Regions from separate parts of the Mus musculus genome. Here region 2 is linked to region 1. Evidence: chromatin contacts called from public Hi-C data. All regions are on one chromosome and are shown on one strand. The core of a region is the stretch at or near the end of the contact, and the rest is flanking DNA. Distances in the headings are between cores, read along the strand shown. Region 1 has its middle 16 kb from the start of Gm27211. Region 2 has its middle 220 kb from the start of Gm27211.

Region 1 (7,553 bases), core at 3,423-5,922:
AGAGGGCATTGGATCCCATTACAGATGCTTGTGAGCCACCATGTGGTTGCTGGGAATTGAACTCAGGATTTCAGGAAGAGCAGTCAGTGCTCTTAACCTCTGAGCCATCTCTCCTGCCCTGCATACTTTTCCCCCCTAGAACATTTTGTTATTCAAAATGAATCATTATCAATAAAATGAAGACAACTTTTCTTCCTCTATGGGATTTCTGACAAAGGGAAAAGGACACAAAGGAATTAGAAAAGATGTAATTCAGGCTTGGGGGATGGCTCAGGTGATAAATCAATCACCAGGCAAGGATAGGGCCTGAGATTGAGCCATAGAACCCAAGTAGAAGGAAAAACTGGGCACAGTGGTGGCTACCTGTGCTGTGGAGGCTGAGATTGGTGAAGCCCTGGGGTTTGCTGGTCAGACAGCCTAGCTGCAGGTGAGCTCCAGGCCAATGAGAAATATTGTCTCAAAAGACAAAACAGCGAAGTGAGGCACTAGAGAGGTTAAGAGCACATATTGCTCTTCCACAGGATAGGAGGATAGGAGCTCGGTTCTTAGCAGCCATATTAGGCAACTCACAACCACTTGGAATTCCAGCTCCAGGGGATCTGACACCCTCTTCTGGCTTTGGCATTTGTGTATGTATGTACATGTGTGTGTGTGTCTGTGTGTGTGTGTGTATGTGTTCATACACATACACACAACAGACACACACACCTTTAAAAACAGAAGGTAGCAGCAACTGAGGACCCATACCCAAGGCTCTCCTCTGGATTCTACATGAATACATGTGCACCTGTGTACATGTGCACCTGTGTACACATGAGCATGTACAAACACATACACCCAAAAGGTAATATTTGCAAACATATCTTTCCCCCACTGAGATCATATCAAATGATTCTCAGCAAATACCATATCCCTTATATCACCATAAGCTAGTTGTTATCATCTGGAATTCTTTTCTGATAAAAAGTGAGACATACAAAGTTATATAAGGTGACCACTGCCATACAGTAATTAAAATACAAATCTGGGACCTGAATTTGGGTAGGCTGACTTTAGACCCTGAGCTCTTGGCTGCAAATCTGTCTCCTGGGCATGCTCCATGCTCATTTGTTCACCAGGTAGCAATGCCATCTTCACAGGTACCTCATGGGCAAACTGCTGGAGCAGGAGAGCTAGGCAGCCTGGCTTGCCTGCAAGTCAGATGGGGCTGAGAGGGAGTGGCTCTCTGTCCCAATGCAGTTAAAGCAGCAAAGAGAAAACCAGCCTTGGTTTCCTGTCCAGAGCCAGATGAATAATTTTCTGGATTGATTCCACTTCTTTATTTCCTCATTTATAAAGGCCAATTTTCTTGATTTGCTAGACTATCTCTAATTATTTGGCTTACAGACATTTATTCATTCTATTAAAAATGCACGTTTAAATGGCTCCATCTGAAAAAGCTCAAACAACAAGTAAGAATGCGCTCCGTGGCTCCTGGCCAAACACTGCTAATGCCTGATTTCAACTCCTATTTCACATAACCAGACACTGGGACTGGGGTTCTCTCCGAGTAATTTTCCTTGCTTCTCGGCTCTCCACAGTAAATCATTGAACCAAGGAAATGAACCACTACCTGGTGTCTTCTTTCTTACACCAGTTGGTTTTAATGACAGTTGCCGTCTCTCCTATAATTTCCCAAGGCGATGTGTGCCTCGGTAAACCTGCCCACTTACTCACTCGTTAGCCATGTCTTCTTTTTGTCTCTCCCTTTCTCTATGCAGTCATCTCCTTTCCTATTTTTTTTTATCTACCCTTGCTTCTCTGCCTTTTCATCTTTCACCCTCTACTCTCCCTTCTCCCTTCCTCCCCTCTCTTCAACAAAAACCACAGGGTTCCTAATAAATGCTGAGCACCGTGAAGATGTGTAGCTGGATAGATGGATAAATGGGATTGACCACTTAATGAGTATGTATTGATCACCTACTATATTCCAGGTTCTACTGGCAATCTGAGAACAGAGCAAAATACAAAATATCTTTTCTTAGAGAATGATATTCTTGAGCGTGTGGTAGGAAGACATTAAAAAAAAACAAATAAATATATCATGTGCCAAGCAGTAGGAAGAGCTAGGGTTAAAAATGATTCGAGGTACATGAGGAGTGTGGGGAATGAGAGCCTACAGTTCTTACATAGGCTGGGCAGTGAAGGCCTCTTTGGCAAGGTGACATCAGAACACAGATACATTCATCAGAGGGAAGAGCAAACCCCAAGACAACCCCACTTTCGACGTGGGAGAAAGGAGTGGGTAATCCTGAAAACGAGATGGGGTGAGACCAGCAAGGGAAGGTCAGATGAGCAGCTCTTGGGAGAAGTCAGGGAAGTGAGCTCTGGGGCTGGGACCCCGTGAAGAACGAACTATGTATCTTAGGAGAAGCACACACTGTGTGTGGCACCTCACAGCTAAGCATGTTCCCCTGGTCCCTTCCACACAAGGGACTAGGCTCCTCAGTGAGGCCATCTTGGGGCTGCTTACCTTAAACACCCAGCTAAGATGCTGTAGAATCTGTTTTTCCTCTGGCTTCAGACTCTCTTCTAAGTCACATTTCTCATTGAAAGGAAAACTAACCAACCTCTAGGCCTTGGAAATATGGGGCTGAAGAGCAGAACTGTGTGGGGCTTTCCTCCTACTGTTAGTTTGGGATCCTCTATTTTTATCTGGATTGGTCAACAAGAGATGCACACTCCAGGGAAAGGGGACAGCTTTAGTGTTGCCTGGCTATGAGCGGAGAGCTGTGTGAGCAAGGTACTGTGACAAAGCTTACACATTTATTCTTTTTTTTTTTTTTTTTTAAAAACGAACGATCTTTTATTGGGGGTGGGTTCATCAATCCTTCTTGGCCGCCTTCCTCATGGCTGCCAGCACGTTGCTCAGCTCCTCCCGCTTTCTCTTGGCACGGATGTGCGTGCCCACCCTCTTCTTGATGAACTTAAGTGCCCGCTTGTCCTTGGACACTTTGAGCAACTCCATGGCGCGCCGCTCGTAGGGCGCGAAGCCGCACACCTCCCGGATCATGTCCCGCACGAACTTGGTGTGCTTGGTGAGGCACCCGCGGCGCCGGCTGTGTCTCGGCTTGCTGACATTCTTCGTCACCTTGTGGCCCTTGTTGAGGCCCACGGCCATGGGGTAGCGCAGGGCCATGTCTGCTGCTCTCCGATGACTCGATGACTGCAGGGACAGCAAGAAGGCGGTTTTGAGGAAGGCTAAGGAACAGAAAGAGTCTAGTGAGGCTGGGGTGAAGAAAGCAAACGGGCGTCTGTAAAACAAACATATTTAAAAGTGTAGGTTGCTTTTGTTTTTTTGGAGACAAGGTTTCTCTGTATTGCCCTGGCTGTCCTGGAACTCACTCTCCACATTTATTCTTTATTTTATTAAATTTTATTTATTTATTGATTGATCGTATATAAGTACGCTATAGTTGTCTTCAGATACACCAGAAGAGGGCATCAGATCCTATTACAGATGGCTGTGAGCCACCATGTGGTTGCTGGAAATTGAACTCATGACCTCTGGAAAAGCAGCCAGTGCTCTTAACCACTATGCCATCTCTCCAGCCCCCCACATTTCTTCTTTAAATGGGATACCCGAAAGGTGTGTGTGAAGGGTGTGTGGATATACATACCTTCATGACGTGAGAGAAGACATGCCAAGGAGAGACTTTTGTGCCTCTCCTTTTGGCTACAGGAGATTGGAGTCTTCTCAGGAATCTCATGCTGGGGAAAGGTTGAAGCCTGGTTGGTGCCAGGCAGCGCAAGGACTTTTTTTCCTTCCAGAAAGAGATTTCATACAGTTCTTAAAACTTGTCTAATTACCTTGCAGGTGATGTCTGAGACCATACTTTGACCAGGATGGCTTAGCTATGCATGCCTCTTGCCTTCTACTTAAGCCTAAACTATATGTCAGGACACCCCCAAAGTAGAACTGGGGTTAGTAGACTTTTTTGTTACTCTTCCCAGTATGACCACATTGAACAGATCTCTTTTTCTCTGCTTTCCAATATTATTTATCTGTTTAAGATTGGGCTGTTGAGGGTGGGTGGCTGAGCTTATCTGCTTAGGGTTGTTAGGCCCAGACTCTGACCTTAACTTTGGCTATAGGACTCTAAATGGAAAGTTGTGTGTGTGGTGGTTTGAATGAAAATGGTTCCCATAGACTACTAGGGAGTGGCACTTTTAGGAAGTGTGGTTTTGTTGGAGTAGGTGTGGCCTTGATGGAAGGAGTATGTCATGGGGGTGTGGGTGTAAGGGGAATGGGTGTGAGGGGTGTGGGTGTGGGTGGGCCTTGAGGTTTCAGAAGAAGTCTAGACCCAGTGGCACAGTTTCCTTCCTGCTGCCTGAGGATCCAGATATAGAACTTTTAGCCCCTCTTGAGCACCATGTCTGCCTGCTCTCCACCATGCTTCCTCCATGATGATGTACTAAACCTTTGAACTCTAAGCCAGCCCCAGTTAAATGTTTTCCTTTATAAGGAGCTGCGGTAGTCACATTGTCTCTTCATAGCTGGAGAAACCCTAAGGCAGTGTAGAATATCTCAGCGTAGGATGTTGAACAACTGAAAGAGGTTGATGACCTGAGTTTGATCTCTGAAACCCATGTTGCAAGGAGAGACCAGACTCCTGAAAGCTGTCCTCTGGCTTACACACGTGTGTTGTGGCCCATGCACACCTGCACTTGCAGACATCATGGACACAAATACAGATGTATTAGTGTATGCTGCGGGAGGGTCTGAGAGGTCTACATGATGGAAAGCAGTCAGGAGGAGACTGAAGTTAGCACTGGGCAGAGAGCTTGAGCATAGGAGCCCTCAAAGCCCGCCTCCACCGTGACACATTTCCTCCAACGAGGCCACACCTCCTAGTAATGCCACTCCCTGTGGGTCAAGCATGAAAACACACGAGTCTGGGGGGGGGGGCAACCAAACCTATTCAAATCACCACAACACAATAGTTGTAACAGTGATAATAATAAATATAATAGAAACTAGAAAAGCTTTCAAGAAAAAAAAATATTATTCAACTTCACAGTCCATATGCAACCAAATCTTAAACTGATCCAATGAGAGGAGAGAGAGTGTGGGTCTGGACAGGGAGCCTGGATATACCTACAGCCGTGAAAGCAGAGTACCTTGAAACAAAGAGTTAAAGGGGTTTGAAGATGAAGGACAGGACAGACCAGAGGGTGAAGAGGAGAGAGAGGAGCCCAGCCAGGACAGAGGCAGAGGCTGGCATCTACAGGAAGGAAATAGCCCATTGTGTTTATCAGTACAAATGTTAATAATTTTTAAAGTATTCGTGTGTTGCAGTAAATCTCCAACCCAAATATGCCCCAGCAATGAAAACACAATATGAATTCATGCTGTGTGCCTAGATTGGGCAGATCTACCGCTACGTTACCATCTTCCACATCTATGAGACCCCTTAGAATTTGTGATTTCTCCAGGCCATGGGCTTCTGCTCTGCTTTTCTTTTTCTTCCTCCTCTGTGTCCTCTTTCTCTCCCATTTTCTTCTCTCTCTCTCTCTCTCTCTCTCTCTCTCTCTCTCTCTCTCTCTCTCTCTCTCTCTCTCTCTCTCAACTTTCCACTCCACATTCCCTTTATCTGCCCAATCATCAGCTCTATTTTACAAATTATGGTGGGAAGAAGGTTTACAGGAAATCACCCAAGTGCTGACTCATTCCTTGTTCACAACGCCTCACAGGAGAACAGAATTAACATCAAATATAATTAGCCCCAGGGCTATCCACAATATTCTTGTTGTAGCAGTATAGACTTTTATTTCCCAAGCCTTTGGTAATATTTTCTATTCACTCAAATGCCTTTTTGCAAAGATGTGTTATGTAGAAATTAAAGATAGGAGCAGCCCATCATAAGAGAAGCATGAGACACACAGGAGTGTGTGGGAAAGGGTCCCTGACCTCACTCTTCACTTAGAGGCAGAAGTGTGGGGTCATCCCAGAGCCAGAACTGGGCAGGATGGCACTACGTTCCCCTTCAATCTGAAAATAGTGATCTTTAATCTTTCTTTATCTAGACACTGTGAAATAGGTCAATTCCACGTGATATCTGGATTACACATATTTTAAAAAGCTATTGTGAATTTTTATTAGGGTGCTGGTGAGTTAGAACTCTGGAAGCAAGGTTGAAAGCCAGAGCTCCAGTGGTCCGCACGAAGAGGACGGCAACCTTTGAAGTGGCTCTTCTTTTTAAGTATGGGAATAAAGCTGTCTTTAGTTTAGCCAAGAAATACCTATTTGTCTGTGTCTCAGGAGGATCTTGTATAAAAGTGGGTCTTTGCCATGGTGACCCAGGAAGCGGAGGGGTTCGCCGCTATTATTTCTTTTCACAGCTCCGAGGGCACATCTACTGCCTTTGAATGTCCTTCTCAATTTCTCCTCTTTTGAAGCCGTGGAAAACCCCAGCTAACTACAGAGCAGGGGGATGGCTGCTCTTTATAATGTTCACTCTGCTTTTAATACCGACTAGCCAAGAACAGTGTGTGTTCAACCACACCACCCAGTTGCTTTTGGAGAGTCCTGATTGTTTTGATTAGATGATGAACTGAGTTGGGCTCACAGGTTGGTTCCCCCTCTCTTGCCCAGTGTTAAAATACCACAGCAGCCACAAGGAAGGAAGCCAGGAGGGCTGGAAGACCCACGGAAACAAACAACTAAACTCACAGGGACCCCGAGGCATAGGCTGTGCCTGAGCTTCAGGTTGTGAGAAATATCTTGCTTCAGAAGAAGCCTGAAGACCAAACTGTCTCTGTCTGGCATGGACGCCAATGGCCTCCAATGGCTAACACATTCTTGTGGAGTGACTAGTCCAAAGCCAGGCATGTTTGTAAATATAAAATGCTTCTAAGCAGGGCCAAGAAAACAAAACAAAACAAAACAAAACAAAGGCAAAGTATTTTTCCCCATGTTCATTTTTTTCTTTCATTAATTTTTATTTTGAGACAGGGTCTCATGTAACCCAAGCTGCCTTCAAACTTGCTATGAATGACCTTGAGCTGATCTCTCCACTCTGTAATCAGCCTGCCTGTCCAGAATGGAGCTAAAGAGATCCTTTGTTCCTCCATTTAGCTGTCAGACTAGTGAAGCAGTGGACCCTAAGAAATTATAAGTTCCCTAAGACTCTCTTCCTGACCAAAGGAGAGGATGAGGCCAAAGGGTCAGCTAGGGAGGCCAGTCTAATATCTACCAGAGGATGCATGTTGACTCTATGGAAATGCTCACGGCTGTGACACAATTTCACATAACTTCTGCATCTGTGACTCTGGCATCCAAGGTTGCTCTTGGAACTAAGCCTGTGGAGACATGGAGGAACTACTGTGTAGTCACACTGTGAGTTAGGATTTTGACTTGTGAATTTTGGGAAAATAGAATTCAGTTCATAATATATTGGAATTAATTTAATCTATCTTTTCCCTTTATAAGAGTTACAAAATCAATATAATTGAGAATACATGGTTTATTCTGCATAGATTTTCTCTTGCTTTTATTTTTCACCCCCACTGGT
Region 2 (7,405 bases), core at 4,831-7,330, 240 kb after region 1:
GGAAAACTTCAATATCTCAATGTGTCCATTGACACATGTTCTGGCATCATGTTTGCTTCTCCGTTAACCGGAGAAAAAGCCTCACATGTGATTCAACATTGTCTTGAGGCATGGAGTGCTTGGGGGAAACCCAGACTCCTTAAGACTGATAATGGACCAGCTTATACGTCTCAAAAATTCCAGCAGTTCTGCCGTCAGATGGACGTGACCCACCTGACTGGACTTCCATACAACCCTCAAGGACAGGGTATTGTTGAGCGTGCGCATCGCACCCTCAAAGCCTATCTTATAAAACAGAAGAGGGGAACTTTTGAGGAGACTGTACCCCGAGCACCAAGAGTGTCTGTGTCTATGGCACTCTTTACACTCAATTTTTTAAATATTGATGCTCATGGCCATACTGCGGCTGAACGTCATTGTTCAGAGCCAGATAGGCCCAATGAGATGGTTAAATGGAAAAATGTCCTTGATAATAAATGGTATGGCCCGGATCCTATTTTGATAAGATCCAGGGGAGCTATCTGTGTTTTCCCACAGAATGAAGACAACCCATTTTGGATACCAGAAAGACTCACCCGAAAAATCCAGACTGACCAAGGGAATACTAATGTCCCTCGTCTTGGTGATGTCCAGGGCGTCAATAATAAAAAGAGAGCAGCGTTGGGGGATAATGTCGACATTTCCACTCCCAATGACGGTGATGTATAATGCTCAAGTATTCTCCTGCTTTTTTACCACTAACTGGGAACTGGGTTTGGCCTTAATTCAGACAGCCTTGGCTCTGTCTGGACAGGTCCAGACGACTGACACCATTAACACTTTGTCAGCCTCAGTGACTACAGTCATAGATAAACAGGCCTCAGCTAATGTCAAGATACAGGGAGGTCTCATGCTGGTTAATCAACGCATAGATCTTGTCCAGATACAACTAGATGTATTATGACAAATAACTCAGCAGGGTTGTGAACAAAAGTTTCCGGGATTGTGTGTTATTTCCATTCAGTATGTTAAATTTACTAGGGCAGCTAAATTGTCAAAAAGTCTTTTTCAGTATATGTTACAGAATTGGATGGCTGAATTTGAACAGATCCTTCGGGAATTGAGACTTCAGGTCAACTCCACGCGCTTGGACCTGTCGCTGACCAAAGGATTACCCAATTGGATCTCCTCAGCATTTTCCTTCTTTAAAAAATGGGTGGGATTAATATTATTTGGAGATACACTTTGCTGTGGATTAGTGTTGCTTCTTTGATTGGTCTGTAAGCTTAAGGCCTAAACTAGGAGAGACAAGGTGGTTATTGCCCAGGCGCTTGCAGGACTAGAACATGGAGCTCCCCCTGATATATGGTTATCTATGCTTAGGCAATAGGTCGCTGGCCACTCAGCTCTTACATCTCACGAGGCTAGACTCATTGCACGGGATAGAGTGAGTGTGCTTCAGCAGCCCGAGAGAGTTGCACGGCTAAGCACTGCAATGGAAAGGCTCTGCGGCATATATGAGCCTATTCTAGGGAGACATGTCATCTTTCATGAAGGTTCAGTGTCCTAGTTCCCTTCCCCCAGGCAAAACGACACGGGAGCAGGTCAGGGTTGCTCTGGGTAAAAGCCTGTGAGCCTAAGAGCTAATCCTGTACATGGCTCCTTTACCTACACACTGGGGATTTGACCTCTATCTCCACTCTCATTAATATGGGTGGCCTATTTGCTCTTATTAAAAGGAAAGGGGGAGATGTTGGGAGCCGCGCCCACATTCGCCGTTACAAGATGGCGCTGACAGCTGTGTTCTAAGTGGTAAACAAATAATCTGCGCATATGCCGAGGGTGGTTCTCCACTCCATGTGCTCTGCCTTCCCCGTGACGTCAACTCGGCCGATGGGCTGCAGCCAATCAGGGAGTGACACGTCCTAGGCGAAATATAACTCTCCTAAAAAAGGGACGGGGTTTCGTTTTCTCTCTCTCTTGCTTCTTACACTCCTGCTCCTGAAGATGTAAGCAATAAAGTTTTGCCGCAGAAGATTCTGGTCTGTGGTGTTCTTCCTGGCCGGGCGTGAGAACGCGTCTAATAACATTGTTGTTCCTCCTATCGGGTTGCCAACCCTTTCGGCTCAAGGCAACTCTTTTTTTTTCCCCATTTTTTTTATTAGATATTTTTTTTATTTACACTTCAAATGCTATCCCAAAAGTCCCCTACCCACCCACTCCTACTTCATGGCCCTGGTGTACGCCTGTATTGGGGCATATAAAGTTTGCAAGACCAAGGGGTCTTTCTTCCCAATGATGGCCGACTAGGCCATCTTCTGCTACAAATGCAGCTAGAGACACAAGCTCTGGGGGTCCTGGTTAGTTCATATTGTTGTTCCACCTATAGGGTTGCAGACCCCTTTAGCTCCTTGGGTACTTTCTCTAGCTCCTACATTGGGGTCCCTGTGTTCCATCCAACAGATGACTACGAGCATCCATTTCTGTATTTGCCAGGCACTGGCATAGCCTCACCAGAGACAGCTATATCAGGGTCCTTTCAGCAAAATCTTGCTCAAGGCAACTCTTATAAGGACAACATTTAATTGGGGCTGGCTTACAGGTTCAGTGGTTCAGTCCATTATCATCTAGGTGGGAACATGACAGCATTCAGGCAGGCCTGGTACATCTGGAGCTGAGAGTTCTACATCTTCATCTAAAGGCTGCTAGCAGAATAATGGCTTCCAGGCAGCTAGAATGAGGGTCATAGAGCCCACACCCACAGTGATACATCTACTCCAACAAAGCTACACCTACTCCAACAGGTCCACACCTTCTAATAGTGCCACTCCCTGGGCTGAGCTTATACAAACCATCACAGATGGATGAATTGAAAGAAGTTCTCATATAGCCCAGGCTAGCCTCAAACTTTCTATGTAGTCAAGGATGACCTTGTGACTCTCCTGCCTTTATCAGTGAGGTATAGATGTGCACTGCCATGCTCCATTTACGGGGTGCTGAGACTGAATCCAAGGCTGTGTGCATGCTAGATGTAAGCATGTACAGTTTTGTTGTAAGAAGTATGAAGACCTGTGCAATATCTCTATGAGGTTAGTCCTCATTTAACTCGGTGGGAAGTCCTGTTTGTGGAGAGGGTGGTACTCTGACACACTCTCTCTCCTTTCCTTTCAAATAATCGGTATGAAGTGCGGATGAACCTTGCAAACAGCAGGAGTTGAGCAGATGCTCAGGATCCACAGACCTGGCCTCTGAGGACAGCAGGAAGCAAATGATGAGAGAGGAGTGTGGAGCTGGCTGTACTAATGCATTCCTGATCCTGGTCTTGTAATTACGGAAACATCTGTGCTCATCTCATCGAGGCTTTTCTTAATTGGCTGTGTGTGAATTTAAAAAACAGACGACAGGGCTGTTGGCTCAGTTGGTAGATGGCTCACTTAGCATGCATGAAGCCCACTGTTTGATCCTGAGCACTTCAGAAAGCCAGTGTGGTGCAGGACTCCCGTAGTCAGTGGAGGCAGGAGGATCAAAATCAAAAGTTCAAGGTCATTCTTGCCTACATCATGAGTGAAGTGCCTGGTCTACATAAACAACTGAGCACACAGACAGGTGTGGATCACTCTTCAGCATGTGGTGGCGGCTCTGCTGCTGTCTGCAGAGATATGTCTGTCCTTTCAGAATATGGATAAAATACATTTAACACCTGCCCCTAGCACCAGTCTGATTGGCTAGGAGGTCAAACCATGACTGCACCTCTCCCTTGCAGGAAAAAAAAAAAAAGTAGAGAAAACGCTCATGCAAAAGCCACTAAGCTAAAAACCAAGGTAGATTGGTTCAAGTGCTTTTGAAAGAAACAAGAAGAGGAGATTTATGGAGGCAGATAGGATCCTGACACTGTTGAAGGCTCTGTCGGAAAGGTCAGGCGAAGCTGATTGAGGATGAAGAATGCAGTAGGGAGAGTTATTCAAAGCTCTGCTTGGGAGGTAGAGGCTCACTTCAGAGTGATTATTTGCATACCCGTACCTGTCTGTCTCACATAGAAGGTTTATATTGAAAGACACGTTTTGTTTTTTTTTCCCCTAGCTGTTTTCATGACTCCCCTCCCCCACCCATGATGGTTTGAATTTCAATGTGTCAGCTGTGACTTTCTCACCCTTAATCCTTTAAAGAAATTCTCTTCTCTGTGTTTAAAGGCAGCTGCAGTCAGGGACCTGGAGGCTTCAGGTGGGCCTTGGGGGGCTTTTACAGGGCCAGCCTGAAAACCAAGCAATGCTTGAAGCAAAGCCAAACTCTGTTCTTAAATTTGGAACACAGCTCTTCTGGGACCATTTAGTTGGTACTTCTATGAGAAATAAAATAAGGGCACACTGACTGCACTGTTATATCTGGGGGACATTCTAGAAGGAGAAAGGCCGTGTAATGTAGCCGAGGAAGCAGAGAGCAGAGGAAAAGGGAAAGAATGACAGAAAGAAGTGTTGCATGGTGGGACATGACCCAAGGGTGAGCCAGTCTGTCTTCCCTTTGTTCCTTGCCCTGAAATCCATGGCATTAGCTGACAAAGCCATCATATGTCAGCAAACAGCTAGGAGTGAAGGCTTTCTGGGGGATCTTGGGCCACAAGCTTCGACAGGGTCGGTAACCCTCTGGGCTGCCGGTTTCTTTCCCTGGGCATGCCATTTACACTGGTTTCACAGAGCAGATTCAGCAGGATCCCATCAACAACTAAAAAATGTCTCTACTTACTTTTCATCTCTGGTTCTCGGGAACACCCGTTAGCTGGATAAAATGACTCAGAAGGTGTTTACTGGTAAATTTGGTAGCTAAATGTAAAGCGTTCATCTGGCTTCATTTTCAAATGACTCCTAGAAGCAGGCTGGGTATCTGTTATGGTTGGAATGTGAAGTGTCCCCGCTAGGCCTAGAGTTTGAAGGCTTGGCTCCCACTGGTGGTGCTGTGTGGGGAGCTTGTGGGACTTTCAGGAGGTAAAGCCTTATTGGAGGAAGTGTGTCTCTGAGCCTACGCGTGGCATGGTGTCTAGCCTGGTCCCACTTCCTGTTCCCTCTCTGCTTTTGTGGAAGCTAAGTGACCCCTGTGCATCCTGCTTCTATGGCTGTGCATTTCCTCTGAAGTTGTGAGGCAGGTCGCAGCATCCTTCCTCTGTGAAGTCACATCTTGTCAGGTACTTGGTCGCAGCAATGAGGGAAGAAATGTGGGATCCTCAGAGTGAGGCCCAGTGGGTGTCTCATCCCTGCACAGGAGGTATCTGAGCACATCAAGGATGCGATTCACGGGTCAGGGTAGTTTATTTTTGCATAACAAACATAGGGATGTCAAATTAATTGTTGGACACCCCAGCCAAACTACCCGGTGACTTCTGATTGTTCCTGTCTTTAGCCTCATTGGTTCTATTGTTGGCTTGCTTGCCTCCTAGTGTCCTTGCATAGGGGTCCCTGACTAGCCTGTACATAAATGTGGCTTGTCATTTTTCTCCTCCTCCTATGTCCTTTGTTCCCCCCCCCCCATGTAGACTTAATTGGTCCCTGAAAAGGTCTTGAGATTGGGGCTCAAGAAGGACACTGAGGCAGTGTCATTTAGGAGTTTATTAGGAGAGCTATTGATGGGGTAGATGACAGTAACATGGTGATGGCTTTGAGGGGGGCTCAGGCTCTGAAAGTGGGACCCCATCTTACAGGTCTCTCTCAGAGAGAATGGGGAGGGTGGGTGCCCGGGGAGGGTGGGTGCCCATGTGCTTGATGAGTCAGGTTGTCTCTGATGGTAAGGCAGTAGGGAGTGGCCAAAGTTTTGATCCTTTTAGGTAGCTGTGTGTCCATCACACAGGATGTGTTTTCTGTCCCCTGGTGGCAGAGGGTAAAAGTACCATCAGACTCTCAGTGTGTGTGCTGGGAGTGTCCGCTATTTCTTTACCATAGCTCTGGAGCAGATTGAGACAGGCTGCTGCCAGTGAGCATTGACTGAATAGCCATTAGCCCAAGCCCAACTCGCCCCACCCACATTTTTAGGCCAAGGCCACTGAACTATCGTCTCAGCTACTCAGAAAGAGGGAAGCTTTGGGGTGAGAGGAAGCTCTGAGTTCATTAACACAGTGACCTTAGCCCAGTTGCTTAATATTTTTGTAAGCTTTTAAAAAACGTAACTCCTAAGAGTACCTGGCTCAGGAAGGGTTTGATAAAAGTTACCCGGAAAGGCTTGCCCTATCGCTGGCCTGTAGTGACATTTCAGATGACTAAGCAATAACGATTCTAACTGCCGTGTCCAGCTGTCTTAGACTTTATTTTGTGTCAGTTTGAAAGGTCTTCTGTGTTTAGTGAAAGGTTTCTGATAGGGTGGGGGCTGGAGAGGGACTCAGAAGTAGAAGGGAAGCAGAAGGCGTGGCCACCAACACCTGCTTTGATAAAATCTTACCTTGCCAGGTGAGAGAGCCAGGCTGCTGGATGTGTGCTAACCAGGGACTCACAGTGTCTCGCAGGTGCCTGTCAGTGTCTGTGAGAAGGGTAAGGTGCTGCCTGAGCAGCAGCTGGATTCTAACATCCCATGCAGACAGCGAGAGAACTCACTGGCTTTTCCTGTTCAGACATCTTCTACCTCTGAGGATAGGAAACTAGTCTCTAGGGAACAGGCTCCTGGGTTTGGGGGCACGGTATCCTTGCAGCTGCAGATCCCCTCTTCTCCTTTTCTCTGTTTTATTTCTCTGATCGATTTTAGCCCATACTTTGCCCCCATGCCACCATAGCTCACAGCAGTAAACACATTTCACTTTAGTTGAGATGTGGCACACGCCTTTAATCCTTGCACTTGGGAGGCAGAGGCAGGCGAATTTCTGAGTTCGAGGCCAGGGCTACACAGAGAAACCCTGTCTCGAAAAACCAAAAGAAGAAAAAGATGAAGTTCTGTCATCCCGATCAGTTTATGGATTTGGGGGGTAGGACGGTATTAGGTGGGCCAGAGGTCTGTAGTGAGCCTACTTGGTCTTTTTAGATGGCACAAACCCAGGTTCACAAGGACAACCGGGCACTTCTGGTCAGTTATTGAGCATCTTCTTCAGACCACAGTGTAATGATTAGGTATGCAGATAAATTTGGGGACATTTTAATGGATTCCATGCTCTTGAAATCAGCTCTTAGAACTCATTGTGGCTTCTGAAATTTCCTACAGTGAACAAAACCAGCACATCTGAACTTTGCAAAATTAGAATGTTTTCTCGTTGGAAGGGCTGGTGGTTTATTTTTAGAAATGCCAAGGACACTGAAGTGGTTAACAGTTCACAGGCAGATAATTTTTGGTAATTATGACTACTAAAATTACAGGTTTTTTTTTTTTCCTCAGAATTTTATCTGGATTCCTAAAATATGTTTCCTGTAGATTCCCCAGTAGAATGGGACAATTAAAAAAACCCTATTTTTATTAAAAA

What was found. Hi-C and Micro-C count contacts between places; a contact is called where the count stands out from the background.
Region 2: a Hi-C map of the G1E-ER4 cell line shows a contact between it and region 1, with 4 times the contacts expected there. The contact joins two enhancer-like sites. A contact is called at or near these places in 4 of 484 Hi-C or Micro-C datasets (the G1E-ER4 cell line, embryonic stem cells and myeloid progenitors) and 1 of 9 other capture datasets (embryonic stem cells).

The regions. Positions count from the first base shown.
Region 1 is chr9:73,172,564-73,180,116 of GRCm38.p6, forward strand. It overlaps the pseudogene Gm5745. Among named protein-coding and RNA genes, the nearest start is that of Gm27211, 16 kb to the right of the region's middle. Within about 2 kb of position 4,673, at least 10 of the 459 cell types and tissues checked have an H3K27ac peak or open chromatin away from gene starts, as enhancers often do. A contact at or near this core is called in the G1E-ER4 cell line, where this site is marked.
Region 2 is chr9:73,410,316-73,417,720 of GRCm38.p6, forward strand. No RefSeq gene overlaps it. Among named protein-coding and RNA genes, the nearest start is that of Gm27211, 220 kb to the left of the region's middle. Within about 2 kb of position 6,081, at least 5 of the 459 cell types and tissues checked have an H3K27ac peak or open chromatin away from gene starts, as enhancers often do. A contact at or near this core is called in the G1E-ER4 cell line, where this site is marked.